Regions from separate parts of the Rattus norvegicus genome. Here region 2 is linked to region 1. The links are chromatin contacts, called in public Hi-C maps. All regions are on one chromosome and are shown on one strand. The core of a region is the stretch at or near the end of the contact, and the rest is flanking DNA. Distances in the headings are between cores, read along the strand shown. Region 1 overlaps Dnm3 (dynamin 3). Region 2 overlaps Dnm3 (dynamin 3).

Region 1 (7,823 bases), core at 1,982-4,481:
ACCCTGCCCTCTCTTATCCCCACCTTCTGTCCACTTCCTACTTCCTAGAAGCCCTTCTCCCATCTATGCATCCTATTGTTTTGTAGGGTGAGCTGCTGAGTTTAGCCAGAGCTCTCTGTGTATCCATGGGTGTGGAACTGTTCAGTGGAGCCTGATGGGCTCAATAGCAGGTATACAAACTTAGGACAACTACTCACCCTCTCCCAGCATCCATCAACAGCCAATAACTTCCCATGATCCAACCATGAGCACTCTTCCAATCCATGGCTGACTACCCATCAGCTCTATCATGTGTAGGCCCCGTACAAGCCACTAACTGTAGCTACTGTGGATTCATGATTACACTGTCTACATTAGGTTCAGAAGATGACCTTTCATAGTCCTTCTCTCTATCACTGAATTCTTTAGTTCCTTCCACCCCCTCCTTCCTTGATGTTCCCTGAGTCTCAGAAGATAGTGAAGTTAATTTCTTGTTTTGTTTTTGTGTTTAAACATCTGGGTCTTGCTGTGTAGGCCAGACTGGCAGTCTGGTGGCAGTCATCCTCCCTCTACCTCCTGGTTGCTTGGAATACAGATGTTTGCCACCATACCCACATTGGTACTGGTTTATGGTTGTAAAAATGTTTACCTAAAAACACTGAAAGTTCAGGGTCCTTATTCCTCCCTGGGCCTATACTAGTATCTTTCTGTTTTCTACTGGGAGGACTATGTACTCACTGTGACTCACAGGAAAAGATAAGGTTATTTTATCTTAGTCTCTAATAAAAGAAACCAGCAGTCCTTGGAGATATTCCAGGAGTGGAGTTGAGGAGTACAAGACGGGTCTGGACTATCTCAGAGTACTGGAAAATAAGGAAGTGCTCAAACATTTATAGGAGGACATGTGAAAAGGATACTGGAGTCAAACATGAAGGAGGATCCTAGTGACTAGAGCTGGGGTGACGTTATTAGCAAGGTTGCCATCACTGTGGATTATGAGCCAGCAGCTGTAAACAGAAGTAGCCATACACCAGCTGACAACAGAATAGTAGAAGGAAAAGCTCCTAGTCACCAAAGGTAATCCACTTCATAAACTTAGAGAAATTTAAGAATTGTCATTTGCAACATTTCACAGTTATTAAATTTCACAGTGAGTATTAAAATGAGGAGGTGAAAGTCGAATAAGAAACGGAATATTCACACTCCCAAAATACGACCCATAAAATAAGTTTCGAAGAGAGACAGAATAGAAACTTGGCAGGGGATAAAACTTGGAAGGCACCATCTTAACCAAATCACCAAAGTCCCTGATAGTGGCAGGACAGATAGACACCACAGGTTTCCCGACAGCACAGAGAATGACACACCATCTATGTGATTTATTTTCTCAACAACAAAAATACAATTACATAAGTTGACATTAGTACTAACTAAATCCAACCAAGGGGCACTGTACAAAACAGATGATCAGTCCTCTTCGAAGCCTAGTGTGAGTGTGATGAACAGACACTGAGGAAGAACACAAACTAAACAGGTATAGCATGCGTGGACATCCAGAACCGGATTCCGAGTGAAGGTCAGTCAGGACATCAGTCTCGTGAGCATGGTAGGGAGTTCTACAAGATGCTCACATTTGAAAAGATGCACAGAAACTCTGTGTTGATTTTGGAGACCATAGATAGAACTGAAGTACTCCAAAATGTATGTTTGCTCTCTTGCTTGTTTACAAAACAAGGTTACCACACTTCCCCACAGCCTCTCCATCATCCTGTCAGGAAGGCCAGTTGTTGACTTACTACCTCTCCAGATCTGCCCAGAGACCTCAGCGCGTGGCTTCCACACACAGCCAAGTTAAGAGGAAGGAAACCATTGAGTTTCAGTTTGAAACACAAGGTTCCTACTGTGTTGAATGAGTGGGGCAGAGGCTATTAAAAGGCCATCTTTTTCTCCCTCCCACTCCTCTCCTCCCTCAGCTTTCTGCTCACATCCCAGACTGCTTTTAATCTCATTGGGAGGGTGTATAGGGAGAAAGAAAGAAAAAATGATAATGAATTGCTGTGTTCCTTGGCACGTGGATAACAGTTCCCTTCCAGGGATTCAGGAATACAAATGAGGTGTTTTAAATCTTGCAAACTTGTGCGTGCGTGCGTGTGTGTGTGTGTGTGTGTGTGTGTGTGTGTGTGTGTGTGTGTTGTGTTTCCTCAGGAAAAATATCTTACACAACACTAGGATAACTAAAGTATTTTGACATGTGACATAGAATTCTTCCCACAGATCTTTCTGCCAGACCAGAGACACCCTTCAGGTGCTATGTGCTTAAAACTGAATTTATTCTGTAGATCAGGTCGGCCTCAAACTCAGAGATTTCCCCTGCCTCTGCCTCCTGAGTGCTTGGATTAAAGGCAGCTCTACTTTTCATCTGTTGCCTTTCCTACCCCTTACCCACCAGCACATCCATCCTAACGTGCTCTTCCTACTAAGGGGAGTAAGTGGATAGGGTATCACTTGAAATAGGAGGCTACACTTACTACCACATTCAGAGAGTCCTAGCACGGGTGATTTGTTTCTGCATTTGCACCAACTACAGGGACTCTCGGAAGTGAAAGTGGGACATTTCCTTGAGCCAGACTCATGTCACCCAGGGGTTCATATGAGCATCTCTGCCAGTTGTAAGTTCTTGAACTCCATCCTTTTCGTTGGTAGTTATTTGCTGCTCAGAGTCCCAGAGAGCCACACCCTGGGGCTGGCGTCTAACAATCTCCCACCCCCTTGCCGAGCCACTTTAGAAAGAGTGTGAACACCACCCTGTCTGTCAGAGCTGGTGCTTTACCACCTCCATCTAAGGACTGCATTCCATGTACAAATACATTCATTGAGCTCTCTCGCCACATTGCAGCATCACAGAGTAACTGACTAGTAAAAACAGGAAGAGGTAAAGATGTAAACTGCCACTTTAGAAGGACGATACCAATTTTTAAAAATCTATTAACATAAAAGAAATGATTATTCCTGAATGAAATGTTTAGAAGCCAGTGAGAAGGGGGGAAAAGAGCCAAGCCGTTTTGTTTTGTTTTGTTTTGTTTTGTTTTGTTTTGTTTGTCCACAGCTGGGTGAATGAGGAAATGCTTTTTGTAGCAAACTCTGACTGCCAAGATGTGTTCAGCATTATCCAAGCTATCTCACAGGATGTGACTGGGTTTAGCTGTGTCACAACAGCTCTGCGTTCTTATTCTGGCCAAATGTCTGTGCAATTCTCAGGCAGCTCCCTCCCGCCACCAGAAAGCAGCAGTGGCAACAACCCCCAAGACCACACCTGCCCTAGGCAGCCGGAATGTTGGCTGGAAGCCTGTCTCCATCCAGCCTTGCTTTTACCAGGGAGTCGCTCTCACTTTGATTCATGGTTTCTCACAAACAGCTCAAGACTGCCTTTGTAAGATAACACAAGTCTTAGGAGTGAGAATGGAATCGAACCATCTGTAGCTCTTTCTTTGATATAAAAAATAAATAAGAATTTCCACACTCATATCCTCGTTGGGTCCCCCATCCCAACCCAACGCCAGCACATACTGCAGAAACGGTGAATGAGACCCCAGATAGAGCAGTGGGGAGTTGATCTCAGGGCTCATGATTCACTGCCTACCTCTTTCATCCAGTGTATTTTCTAGACAACCCTGGCCTCCTGTCACTCCCATTAATCACAGGGCCCAAGCAGAGTCCAGCAGGGTGCCCCTCTTATGACTCAGACAGGGTCTGGGGCATCACAAGATTCCCATTAAAAGTGAGATGGGGGTCTTGACTTCTCATTCATTCCCACAATGCACTTCATCAGCATCCAGCTACACGCTCCTTCTGTGAGCAACTGGCGCTGCTGGGTGTTGATGTTGGTTTTGGCTCGCTGCCTCCCAGAGCAGCCAGCCATTGTGTAAGCAAGTCTGTCTGAATTGCTCTGGGGCTAACTGCCTTCTTAGAAGGCCTCTTGCCGTTCATTATTTAGCCAGCAAGTCATTGCTATTATTAGCTTTGAATTCCTTAGTCTACACTTTCTGCTCACTGAGATACTGAAGTGTGGATAATCATCACCCAACCAATTGTTAAATGCCTCCCCCAGCCCTTTCTATTATTTGCGTTCAAATTATTTGATGTTCAAAACCAGTAAAACACTCAGGAGCTTACGATTTGGAATATGGGGGGTTAGTAACTAAACTCCTTCTCGTGCTCTTTCAGAAACTTCTCATGTATGCGCCATCTTACTTTGTAGGCACGATATGGTCTATTCAGAAAAATGAAAAGAGAAAAGAATGAACAGCATTAGGTAGTTCTTGGCAGTCGGTCAAAGCCAGCATTGTGGGGAAGGTCTTTGTATGAGCAGCAACTGTGCATTTCTCATGACCAGGGAGAGCTATTTGCACAGTCTTTCACGGAAATATTTCTAGACAGTTTCTGTGGCTCTCCTCCCTGAGCTCATGCATTTGCTTCTGCTTCAGAGCAAGGATATTTAATGAGCCTAGTTTTATAGCCCAACTTGCGCCCTGTACATACTACAGGACCAGATTCCTGCCGCATGTAACCTTTGCCCTATTTGCCATTAAAGCACAAGGCTTTCCTATAACCAACTTTATACTGTGACTGGGGATGAGGTGGGGGTAGGGGGTAGGGGGAATGCAACTAATTCTGCAGTCCACCCTTCAGCCCATAGAAATGAATGTTTTAAAAATGTTGTTACTTTATACTTTTAAAACTAGGGCACACATTAACATTACGACAGCCAGCCCCCTTCTTTTAGTAAGGTGTTTATTTCATATTTCGTCCTTTGACCTAGACCAAAAAGATCACATGCGTCAGAGCAAACAACTCATTTGGCCTCACTTCTAGTCCAGGGAGGCATGTTCAAAGATAAACCCCAAATTACTTCAGAAATAGAAACTTAACGAAAAAAAAAATGAGAGACATCATTTTCTGTCTCCAGTCTTACTAATAATTTTCAGCCCTGGAAAATCCTCTGTGTTTTCCTTTTAAGACATAGGGTCCTGGGGTTGGGGATTTAGCTCAGTGGTAGAGCTCTTGCCTAGCAAGCACAAGGCCCTGGGTTTGGTCCCCAGCTCCAAAAAAAAGAAAAGGAAAAAAAAAAAAGACATAGGGCCCTGCATATTCTCATACGAAGTAGGTAAACAAACAAAGAAAAATTTGCCTTATTTTTCCTGTGGGTTCTGCTTTTGGTGTTCCATCAGTTTTTCTTGCTATCTGCTAAACATTTAAACTCTCCCTTTCATTTGAGCTGTAGAGCCCCAAACAGGAAGCAGGGACCCCTGGCAGGGTCTGGGCAGGAGAACAAATGAGCCATTGTCCAGAAGAAACACCTCCCTCTTGGCCCTGCAATCCCCTGGCCTCTGCCTTTTTAACTATGCATTTAAGGTAGTCTGTAGTTCCTCAGACACCTGGCTCTTTTTCTGCCCTACTTATTTCAGCCAATCTGTCCTCATCTCATAATCCTGTTTACTTTCTCTTCTTAAGGACAAGGAGGGTACTCTTTAAAACAGAGTGAAGTAAGTTCAGGGCAAATGAAAGGAAATGTACTTCATACGGGCAGGTTATAAACTTGCGGAACTCATTAGTTTCAAAAGGTGGGACTGGCAGGAAGCGTAAAGGAATTCAAAAACATTTTAGCCAGATTTATGAAAAAGAGCCATAAATGGCTACTAAGAATACCAGGGCTGTGACCAGCTTTTACAACTGAAATCCCACAGCTGCCTCAAGTGCTCCCGTGGTCATCTCTGGAGACCTACTGGAACGGCTGGACTCAGATGCAGCTCGCAGCGGGGTTTCCAAAGCACCCTGTGTCTCCTTAGCACTTGTTCTCAGTCTCACTGGATCTTAGCGAAACAACCACTCTACCCATACGTGTACACACACACACACACACACACACACACACACACACACACACACACACACACACACACACACACACACACACACACACACGGAACTGTTCCGAAGAAGGCAGCTTTCTTTTTAGAGGAAAACTTGATTTTTCCTTTTCTGTTCAGTCATCTGCCTACCACAGTGCCAAGGTTGGCTGTCTGGGAATGGAGAGGCCTGTACAGTGGAAACTAGCTGAGATCACATTTGGATCTTAAACCGTACATACTAACTTTTATGTCAACTCAGACCCTTCTTTTTCCTGGGGATTTTTTTTCTCTTTGGCCCAAGATCATAAATAGCAATTTTTATTCCACTCTATACAAAATCTTCAGGAGAACCTCTCATCATTTAAGCTCTTCCCAGGCTGTCTCCTTACTGCCGAGAACTGGAGCACTCTTTAAAACTGACGGCATCCCATACTTCCTCCAGGCCAATTATCACAGCCTCTGTGGATAGAGCTCCAGTATCCTGTTTTCTTCAAAATCACCTAGGTGATCCTCCCAAAAACAAAGTTGAGGTCCTGGTCTGACAGGTGTTAGGGTTTCCCTCAGAATATCTTGGCAGATCATGGCCAAGGTATGCTAAAAAGATCACACCACACAACAGATCTCACACAAAAGACTCATTGGGAGTTGGGGCGCAATCTCAGAGTAGGGATAAAAGAGAGACAGAGACAGACTGACAGACAGAGCAAGAGCCCAGTCTGTGATGGCAGGGGACTTTTAAAGCGCATTTGTCGACTGGTGATGATGGAGCCGCTGGCACTGAGTCACTGAAGGCAGGCTGAGGGAGTGCCTGATTTCTAACAACAGATAGAGATAGTTATGACTGTTCCTCAGGAAGCTCCACACCCTGCTTGGGCCTCAGTGCCATCTGGGGTATCCTTCTACAGTGCCTCACCTTCTCTTCTCATGTCGAAAACTTGTTAGAGATTATGGTGAGGCTCCTTGTGCCCATCAACAATGTTAGGTGCTTATACTGTCTGCTTTCTCTGTCCTATGAAAACCCAGTACTGACTCATTCCAAATTCATGGTACCCCACGCTTATAGAACATTCACTGGCTTCTATATGCCTCTTGCTCCTCTAGTCTGTGACCTGCTCCATATTGGACCTTCAGTCACATCAATGCTTACTTCCCTTCCAAGAAGGCATGCCACCTAGGAAGAATTGAAGTCAAACAGAAGAAAAGTACCGGATACCTTACATTCGCTTCCTCTGAGCATTTTTCTTTTCTTTTCTCAGCCCCCTTCACGTGAGACTCACACAAGCTGTGCAGGGACCACTAAGCTAAGTCCCAGCTCCTTTGTTTTGTCTTTTAAGTTAGGGTCTTAGTCTAATCTTGAACGTACAGTTATCCTGCCTCAACTCCCAGGTACTGGAATTATATACACATACCACTATGCCTCATCCCACCATGCATTCTTATACCAATCTCTCCTGATTCCTCCTTTAGGTCTTTATGAAGAATAACGCTTCTTCCATAAAAATATTCAAAATTCAAATTCTGTCCATTTGAGGATGTCTCCCAAAAGTTTATATGTTGGAAAGTTTCATCTCCAAATTTAAATGTTAGTAGTATTAAAGGGTAGAGCTTTTAGGAGATCGTTAAGACTAGATCTATTTGTGGCCCTTACTGACCTTACTCTTTTAAAGGTAGAGAACCAGGTTAGTATACTTTCTCTACCACATCATGAATTGACTTCTGCCATGTTCTGATGCACCAAGAAGGCCCCCACCGGACACTAGGTACATGCTTTTCAACTGCCCAGCCTCCAGAACCTTGAACTATACAAACCTCTATAAATGACCCAGAACTGTGGTAGTCAGCTTTAGGAACAGAGAATGGACTAAGCCAAGTATTATATGAATGCAATAAAATGTACTCAAGAGGATGCATTAGAAAGTTAGTGACAAGAACATA
Region 2 (7,823 bases), core at 1,926-4,425, 140 kb before region 1:
TAACCACTGCGTCTACCCCCCAAAGAAAAAGAAAGAAACAAATGAACAAATGAACAAAGACCATATAAGAAACAAAACAAAAACCAACCAACAACACAAACAAACAAACAAAAATACCCTACTGCCATAGGACTTAAACTCCATTGAATCTACTCAAAAAAATTTCAAGCAACGAAGATCTTGACTATTGCATGTTTTATGTTTGAGAGAAAATAATGTATGATTCTCACAATGAAGTATATATTGAAGGAACACATTTTTCAAATTTTTTTCTTATTCACTTTGATATTGAAATGAATGAATAAAAAAATTCTGAAAGGGGTCTACGATAAAGCACCCACTATCTGCCCCATGAGGCCTTAAGTTAAAAAATAAAACCGAGAAGTAGGATGGGAAGAGTAGGGAATAAACCGTAAGAATTCCATAACTGCTCATTTGAAAGCCCTGTATGCTTTGGTTCTGAATGTGGCTACAGCCACCCTGGAGGAAAAAACTGATGTTCTATGGTTCAGGTGTCAATGAGACAGTGCCCCTGAGAGCAATGTCTCCAGTGGATCGACCCAAAGGGTACCCTCATTCTCAGCATTGCCCTCTACCAAATTTCATCATTAGCCTCCTTGGATCTGTTTCTTGGTTTTCTCTTGCATTTCTCAATGTACTCAGTAAGAAAGTCAGATAAGAATAAAATCAACACAATTCCTACTCCAGCATACTGCTTTTAAAAAACTGCTTCAGCTTAAGCCTTGAAAGAGCATAAACCTTGAGATAGTATCCACAGGTTAACACTGCCACTGGGAGTCTCTTACTCAATTATACGCAGTCACTGATTATTTTCTCATGTGTGCAGGTCTATGGGAGATCCTGAGACAGTGGCAGGCGCTGATGTATACATATATGTACACATGTGTGTATCCTCTACTGAAGTGAAAAGGAAGGGGAGGAGAGATCATTTCATGAGATCCTTGAAGAGGGCGACAGAAATCCACGATGATAAAGCAACTGGGGAAACAAAAATAGTGAGATGGTGAAGGACAGAAAGGAGAAAGAGAAGAAGAGGGGGAGGAGACAGAGGAAAGAGAAACATACCGGGAGTGGAAAGTGGGAATGTACCCATTCTAATTGCAATATAAAAATAAATTGATAAGGATATTAATGAACAGAGGCAAGACAACTTGCTGGGTCTCTCCATCAGTTGCCCAACAGCCATCCTCACGATTCCCTTGTCTGTATGATCAGACACTGTTTGTGTCTGACCAGGAGTGTTTGTGGGTGGAGCGGGCACCTTCACAGATGAGGCACTTAGTAGAAAGAATGTCACTATCCCACCTTCAGGGACTTGACTAGCACTTTCTGTCTCAGTTCATGAAGCAAAGTGAAAACCGATTTCCTTCAACCCAGAAACATGGGGACTATGCTGGGTTTCTCAGAATGGCTGCCATCAGTCTGGATGACAGAAGGGTTTCTGGGTGATTAATTTGCCTTATTAATGGAAATCGTTCTGTGACCTTGAGTGATGAGTGAATTCATAACAGAGCCTTTCTGACTAACCCGGCACATCATTTGTACCAAGTTTTCTGCTCTTGGAATTAGACTCTGAGTCCAAAATCTTAGTCCCTTTGCAAAAAGCAAATAACTGAAGTAAACATTAATATGACCATTGTCAACATGGTTGGAAGAATTACTTTATTAAAATGGCATTGCAGCTGCGGGGTTTAAGGTGCCACTGGGTACTACAGGCACCTTCTGTGCTGGTGGATTTCAGCCCATTTAACTCATAGGAAATATTCGAGAAATGTATATGCAGAGGTCATTGCTATAGAGATGCATGTGTTTGGACGATTCATTTTTTTGACCATTCATGTGGAACACTTGAAACCTTATTTAATTCTGGGTGTGATTCCTCAGTTTCATTTGGAGACTGTGGGTTGGGCCATAACTTTGGGGTGACCACCAAATGAGAAAATCGTCTTCCTATTTTACCTCTTAATCCTCATAATGACTTGGTTAGAGCGTGAGTACTGACCTCCTCATATACACTGATACCAGGGCTCCGAGTGGCCAGTAAGCTTTTGGGATACAGGCCTACGTAGCAAGGATTCCAGTCTGAGTAGATACTCCACCACTGGTAGATAATCAACCCAAGCAAGACAAAAGTGAATTGGCCAGATAAGCATAATTGCATCTGTGAATATGTTCATATCATGTGTCAGAATGAAAGCTGTGGGTTGTTTTTTTTTTTTTTTCTGTCTCTCTGCTCTTTCTGGACCACTCTTGTCTGACTTTGGCATGAACACATGGTCTTTGCCACTAGCAATCAATCTAGACTAAGTGGACTTCTTAGGATAATTCCCGTTAGTCCTTAGATTAGTAATTCAGTAACTCAGAAACAAGCTTTCCTTTTGTACCTTGGCCTTTTACCATTTCAGACCATACAGAGGCTGCAATTTGTTTGTGTTTGGTGATTTCCCTGTTGCCTGGGCATTCGTAATTGTCACTCATTTAACCCCCAGTATCATCTCATGGAGTCCATAGGGCTGACCTAATTTTCCTCATTTTATAACAGATAAAGCAAAGGTTAATGGATGGGATCTCTCTCTCTCTCTCTCTCTCTCTCTCTCTCTCTCTCTCTCTCTCTCTCTGTCTCTCTCTGCACGTGTGTGTGTGTGTGTGTGTGTGTGTGTGTGTGTGTGTGTTTAAATCAGCAGCCTTCAAATGTTTCTACTTGAGAAAAGATTCTAAGAGTCGAACAGTCTAAGAACAGCAAGTTGTCCAATAGGAAAACACAATGTTTCTTACCGTTCAGTGATGGATTATGGTTTGATTTAGGTTAAAAACCCCTATCACATAGCACACTTCAAGAAACAGGAGGTTATGAAAAGTTTCTTTCTTCCTCGTCTGCAGAGGCTGCATACCAACTCTTTGAATCATAGTTATTTCCCAGAGGAGTGAGGAACACGTTTCCAATAGCTGCATGGTTTGCGTTTGTGCAGAGGTTAAGAGGAGAAGCCTGGTTTCGTGGTAATGTCCTCGGTCCTCGGACCTTGGTCTAGAAAGCCCAGCTATTTGTGTATGTGGACATGCAGAGTCTTCTTTTAGAAATACCACAACACACAGCAGGCGTGCTTCCCAGCCACTGATGCAATACACCCCAGTATCAACTGAGAACGGACTGCCTGCTTACGCGCTTTTACAGAACAGTCTTTCCGTTGCCGGATGGTATTTGTACAGTATCTACAGAGTGTAGGACCCTTTCTGAGCTCCAGGGGAAACAGCTTGAACATCACTGCCTTCATAGACTGGACTGAGGTCTCCACACACCAAGACAAGCATGTATCAAGTTTCCCTCTTTATATAGCAGTTTTTAAGTATAGTAGACTTCTCAAAATACAGCCTAAAACAAGGTTCCTTTTCCACCACTTCTAAGCTGAGTTTGAGTTTGTTTCCTTTAACAGAAGTGATTTTAATTGTTGGCCCGTTTCCAGGGTGAAGAGAAATCCTTACGCTTCCCAGAATGATCAGATGAGAGTAAACAGAAAGGCTCAGCCCTTGAGTCTCTAATACAGCTCGTGATAAACCCTTTCTTGTGTTTGAAACACACACACACACACACACACACACACACACACACACACATAAACTTTACTAGCTGAGTGGATGTACAGACAGTGCTATTTTCTTATGTCCACCGTCAGCACCACAATATTAAGCAGAAGTGAACCACAAGTCTGTGCTTTCTTCTTTCATTACCCCCCCCCCCCCGAGTGAATTTATTTCCCTACAGAGGAGTTTTGTAGCTGTCTCGCTGTGGAAGTGGTGCCCAGCTCCAGGCCTGCAGACTGCCGACGCACAATTAATCTCACAAATTTATGAATGCCAAAGCAAGCGCCAAAATGAAAACAACTGGGGGAATATGTTTAAGGGAAATAACTGGACTTTGTCCAGATGTGCATGTGTAAAACATCACCCCTTAACTCCGCCTCCATATCCTGTCTGAGGACAGGATCCCCCCCCCTCAAAAATAAACTGGGGTTATTTGAAAGAAGTTGTGGTCTCTGACTGAAACGGGATAAGCAAAGCCAGGCCAGTCATGAGTGCGTGTGTGTTCCCGGTGCCTTTGTTTCTTAATTAACTCAGGGTCCTGATGAATCAGGCTGCCTCGTGGCTGTTCTTGGTAGCTGTCATCCAAGTGGAGGCACCACATTTCATGGCTGCAGACATAAGTGCTTCTTTCTTGAGTTTTTTCTTTTTTCTTTTTTTGGCTGTTAGGGACTGCAGCCTTTTACCACAAGAAACGGGCAAGGTTACCCTGAATAATGTGGGAAAGGTCTTTAAGGCAAGCAGTACAAGCTAGTCAGAGGTTAAGAGAAACGGTAAAGGCCTTTAAAGAAGCTTTTGAGATAGTTCCCAGTCAACGGAGGTAGATGAAAAGGAGGAGAGATGAAATTTCTCTTTAAGAAGCTTAGTTCAGTAGATGAAGCATAAAGGTGATGTTGGCCTTGTGTGCATGGCGTGAACTTTGGATGTCTATCACTGGTTATGAGAATCTGTAGGTTATGAGTCGTCATAAAGACTTGCGTTTCAATTGCTGTGCCTAAGAACAAGAATAAACAGGAAATGAAATGGCAATGGCCTGCTAAAGAATCTTCTATGTGGAGCACAGGGCCAACCCCTGGCCTGAGTGTCTGTACCCCTCTCTGCATGTGCGGTCACCAAAACTCCCCCTAGGAATAAATTCTATGCCTCCTTAGCCCAGAGTTCCAAAAGTAGATTCGTGATGTGTTAATCATGCCCTGATCCCTGTTTCGTGAATCACAGGCTGACTTTGAACCCACCACACAGCCAAGGATCGCTTTAAACTTCTGATCATCCAGCACTTACCACTATAATGCTGGGATTGGGGCACTACTCTATCTGACTCATGCATTGTATTGCTAAGGTTCAGACCCAGAACTTTATGTACACCAGGCAAGCACTCACCAACTGACCCAGGTTTCCAACCCAGGGAAACAACACAGAGGAGTCTGAATGCCCAATGTTTCATTTTGGTTCAGGAAGGTTTATGAGGCCTGGTTAAAGATGAGATGATTATGTATGTAAACATATGTTCATGTGTGTACATAGCATGTGAATGTATATGTACATAAACATGTATGCAATGATAAATAGCACTATACCTGTATTGTGTTTACCACTCTTCTCTGCATTGTCTCTAGACACTCCCTAGAGAGATACATTTCAGTTGGAGCCAGGAGAAGGTAGGAGCAGACCATGGTGTGTTGTTGCAAGGTCTGCCTTGGGGGGCTTATAGTAGGTCCATTGCCATTTATTTATATTTCAAACACAAATCATTCTGGACTTTTTAAACATATTGATATGTATCCACTTTATGAACATGTAATTCTTTGTTGTTGAAAACACTTCACATTATCCAGCTTAGAAAAACATTAGTATAAATTAAATGTTACTCTCATAATAAAGATTTGGTTAGTAAGTACTTAAAGTTATTTGTATGGTAGCTTATGAAATATGCAGCGAAGTCTCAAAACCCAAATGCAATGAAACATTATGTGTCCAGTCTGTTGCCTGGTAAGACATTGGTTGCTTAAAATTATATGCTTTTTGGTAATCACATTCAGATGCTTTCTTGTTAGAGATTTAGCAATGTAATGTATTAGTATTACTAATAATGAAACAGCAGTCATAGTAATAATAGCAGTGTCTGGGCCATTGGCTCAGTTGTATCATGTGGTTTAACTAATTTGCTTGTGGTGCATCAACTTTCCCCTATAAAGTATGGTCAGTATCACTCTCTTAGTCTTCTGAAAGGTATGGAAGCCATTATCTTTGTCACTATATCCTGCAATCACTGTTCACAGGTACCCACTCCTTCCACCCTTTAAATTGGTTCTTGCTCTAGTGATCTGTAGTTAAGAGCCTGTCTCCATCTACAGTGCCACCAGATGCCTAAGAGGAATCCCTTGTCCTTTCTTCATGTTATACTTTTCAGTAATTTCTCCAAGCTCATTGGATTTTGTATCTCAGCCCCACTGCCCCTTTCTTTTGTCTCCCTATTCCTGTGCCTGGCCTGAGGGTCAGTAGGGGCCTCTCACTGTTCCCCTCTCTCCTCAACCCTTACCCTTTGGGCTTTCTCACAAACAGCTCACTCCCAGGACAGTCTTAAAAGGATAAGACAGATCCTGTTACTCTCTTGCTTAAATCTGCCAGGAGCTACAGTTGCACGGGGGTTCAGTGTAGTCCTCAATCTGACTCCCACGACCTAACCCTCCCCCCACTGCTTCATCCAGGCCAGCTCTTTCCCACCGAGGGCCTACACACCCTCAGTGAGAAGATTGAACACAATTAGAACATTTTTCTCCCAGAATTTTCAGAATTCCCCTTCTAGTCCGAAGTCAGACCTCTCCTGTTAGAGTCCCCCGTGGCACTTTCTGATTTTCCCTTGGAACACTGATTCCAGTACGTAATCACTTACGTATCTAGGCATCTGTTCCTTAGTGTAAGCCCCAGGAGGTTAGGAGCTTTACTCCCATTGTTCACTACCAGCTCCAGAGAGCCACACGTATTGCCTGGAATGCAGAAGGTTCAAAAAATGGCACCACGCCAAGCTCTGGGAATGCAAAGCTAATTTTACCCAAGTCCCTGGTCTATGTGAACTCACAGTCATTTAATGAGAAAAAAACATGAACGAGAAAGGCTTGGAATCTCTCCATAGCTCAGAGAGGTTTTACAAAGATGACTTATAAAGATCAAGGAGGATAATTTATTTTTCTCACAGTCATACATAGGAAAGCAGCAGCAGCAGGACTTAAGAATCTCTCAGTTGGACGGACTGCTCACACACCAGGACTCCATTACCTCCGGCATTTGCAGGAAACCGGATAGATACAACCCTGAGCTGTGTCAATCATTAGAAAAGAAAAGTTGCCAGTTAGTTTTAAGACCTTCTGACCACCACTCCCTGCTGAGTGTGTGTGCAAATGCACGTGTGTGTGTGTGTGTGTGTGTGTGTGTGTAAGAGAGAGAGAGAGAGAGAGAGAGAGAGAGAGAGAGAGAGAGAGAGAGAGAGAGAATTTTACCTAGACAATAACTTCCTGATATAGAGAAAATGTGCCCTTAGAGGATATCCTACCCTTCAGCATACTTGAAGAGAACAAGGCGATGCCAAGTTTAAGGAGAGAGACTGAAATCTACTATGGATGTAGACATAAATAAGGACGAAGCTAAGAACTGAAGGAATGGTGCTTCCAGTTACTCTATGATAACTTCCAGAATCTTCCTATAAAGGACATTAAGAACAATTAAGAACCCAAACAATCCCAAGCATAGGGACATGGAATTTACACACGTAGTCTATATTTACCATCTCACAATAATATTTATTAAACAGGTAAAGACAATTGCTTCTTGGTGAAAAGGGTTAATTTATTTCCAACAATTCAGATTTCATAGTTTTTCTAAGATGTACCCACTGGATAGACTAGATCACATCTGTAAAGGAATAGTAGTGTTACTGCAGCTGGGAAGGGGGGAATTTAAAAAATAGGAAACCAGAGTTTGTTTAGAACATGGTTCTCAACCTGTAAGTCACCACTCACTTTGGGGTCAAATGACCATTTCACAGGGCTCACCTAAGACTATTGGAAAACACAGAAGTTTACACTATGATTCCTAACAGTAGCAAAATTACAGTTATGAAGCAGCAATGAAAATGATCTTATGGTTGGGGGTCACCACACCATGAGGAACTGAATTAAAGGGTCCCAGCCTTAGGAGGGTTGAGATCCACTGGTTTAGAAGTTGAAGCA

The links. Hi-C and Micro-C count contacts between places; a contact is called where the count stands out from the background.
Region 2: a contact with region 1 is called in a Hi-C map of liver, with 2.0 times the contacts expected there. The contact joins two enhancer-like sites. A contact is called at or near these places in 2 of 12 Hi-C or Micro-C datasets (liver and mammary epithelial cells).

The regions. Positions count from the first base shown.
Region 1 is chr13:76,941,304-76,949,126 of GRCr8, reverse strand. All of the region lies in intron 17 of Dnm3 (dynamin 3), which reads left to right. The region is part of intron 3 of LOC102554129 (a long non-coding RNA gene); the gene reads right to left. Among named protein-coding and RNA genes, the nearest start is that of C13h1orf105, 56 kb to the right of the region's middle. Within about 2 kb of position 3,231, at least 56 of the 93 cell types and tissues checked have an H3K27ac peak or open chromatin away from gene starts, as enhancers often do. A contact at or near this core is called in liver, where this site is marked.
Region 2 is chr13:77,081,228-77,089,050 of GRCr8, reverse strand. The region is part of intron 15 of Dnm3 (dynamin 3); the gene reads left to right. Among named protein-coding and RNA genes, the nearest start is that of Mir199a2, 31 kb to the left of the region's middle. Within about 2 kb of position 3,175, at least 20 of the 93 cell types and tissues checked have an H3K27ac peak or open chromatin away from gene starts, as enhancers often do. A contact at or near this core is called in liver, where this site is marked.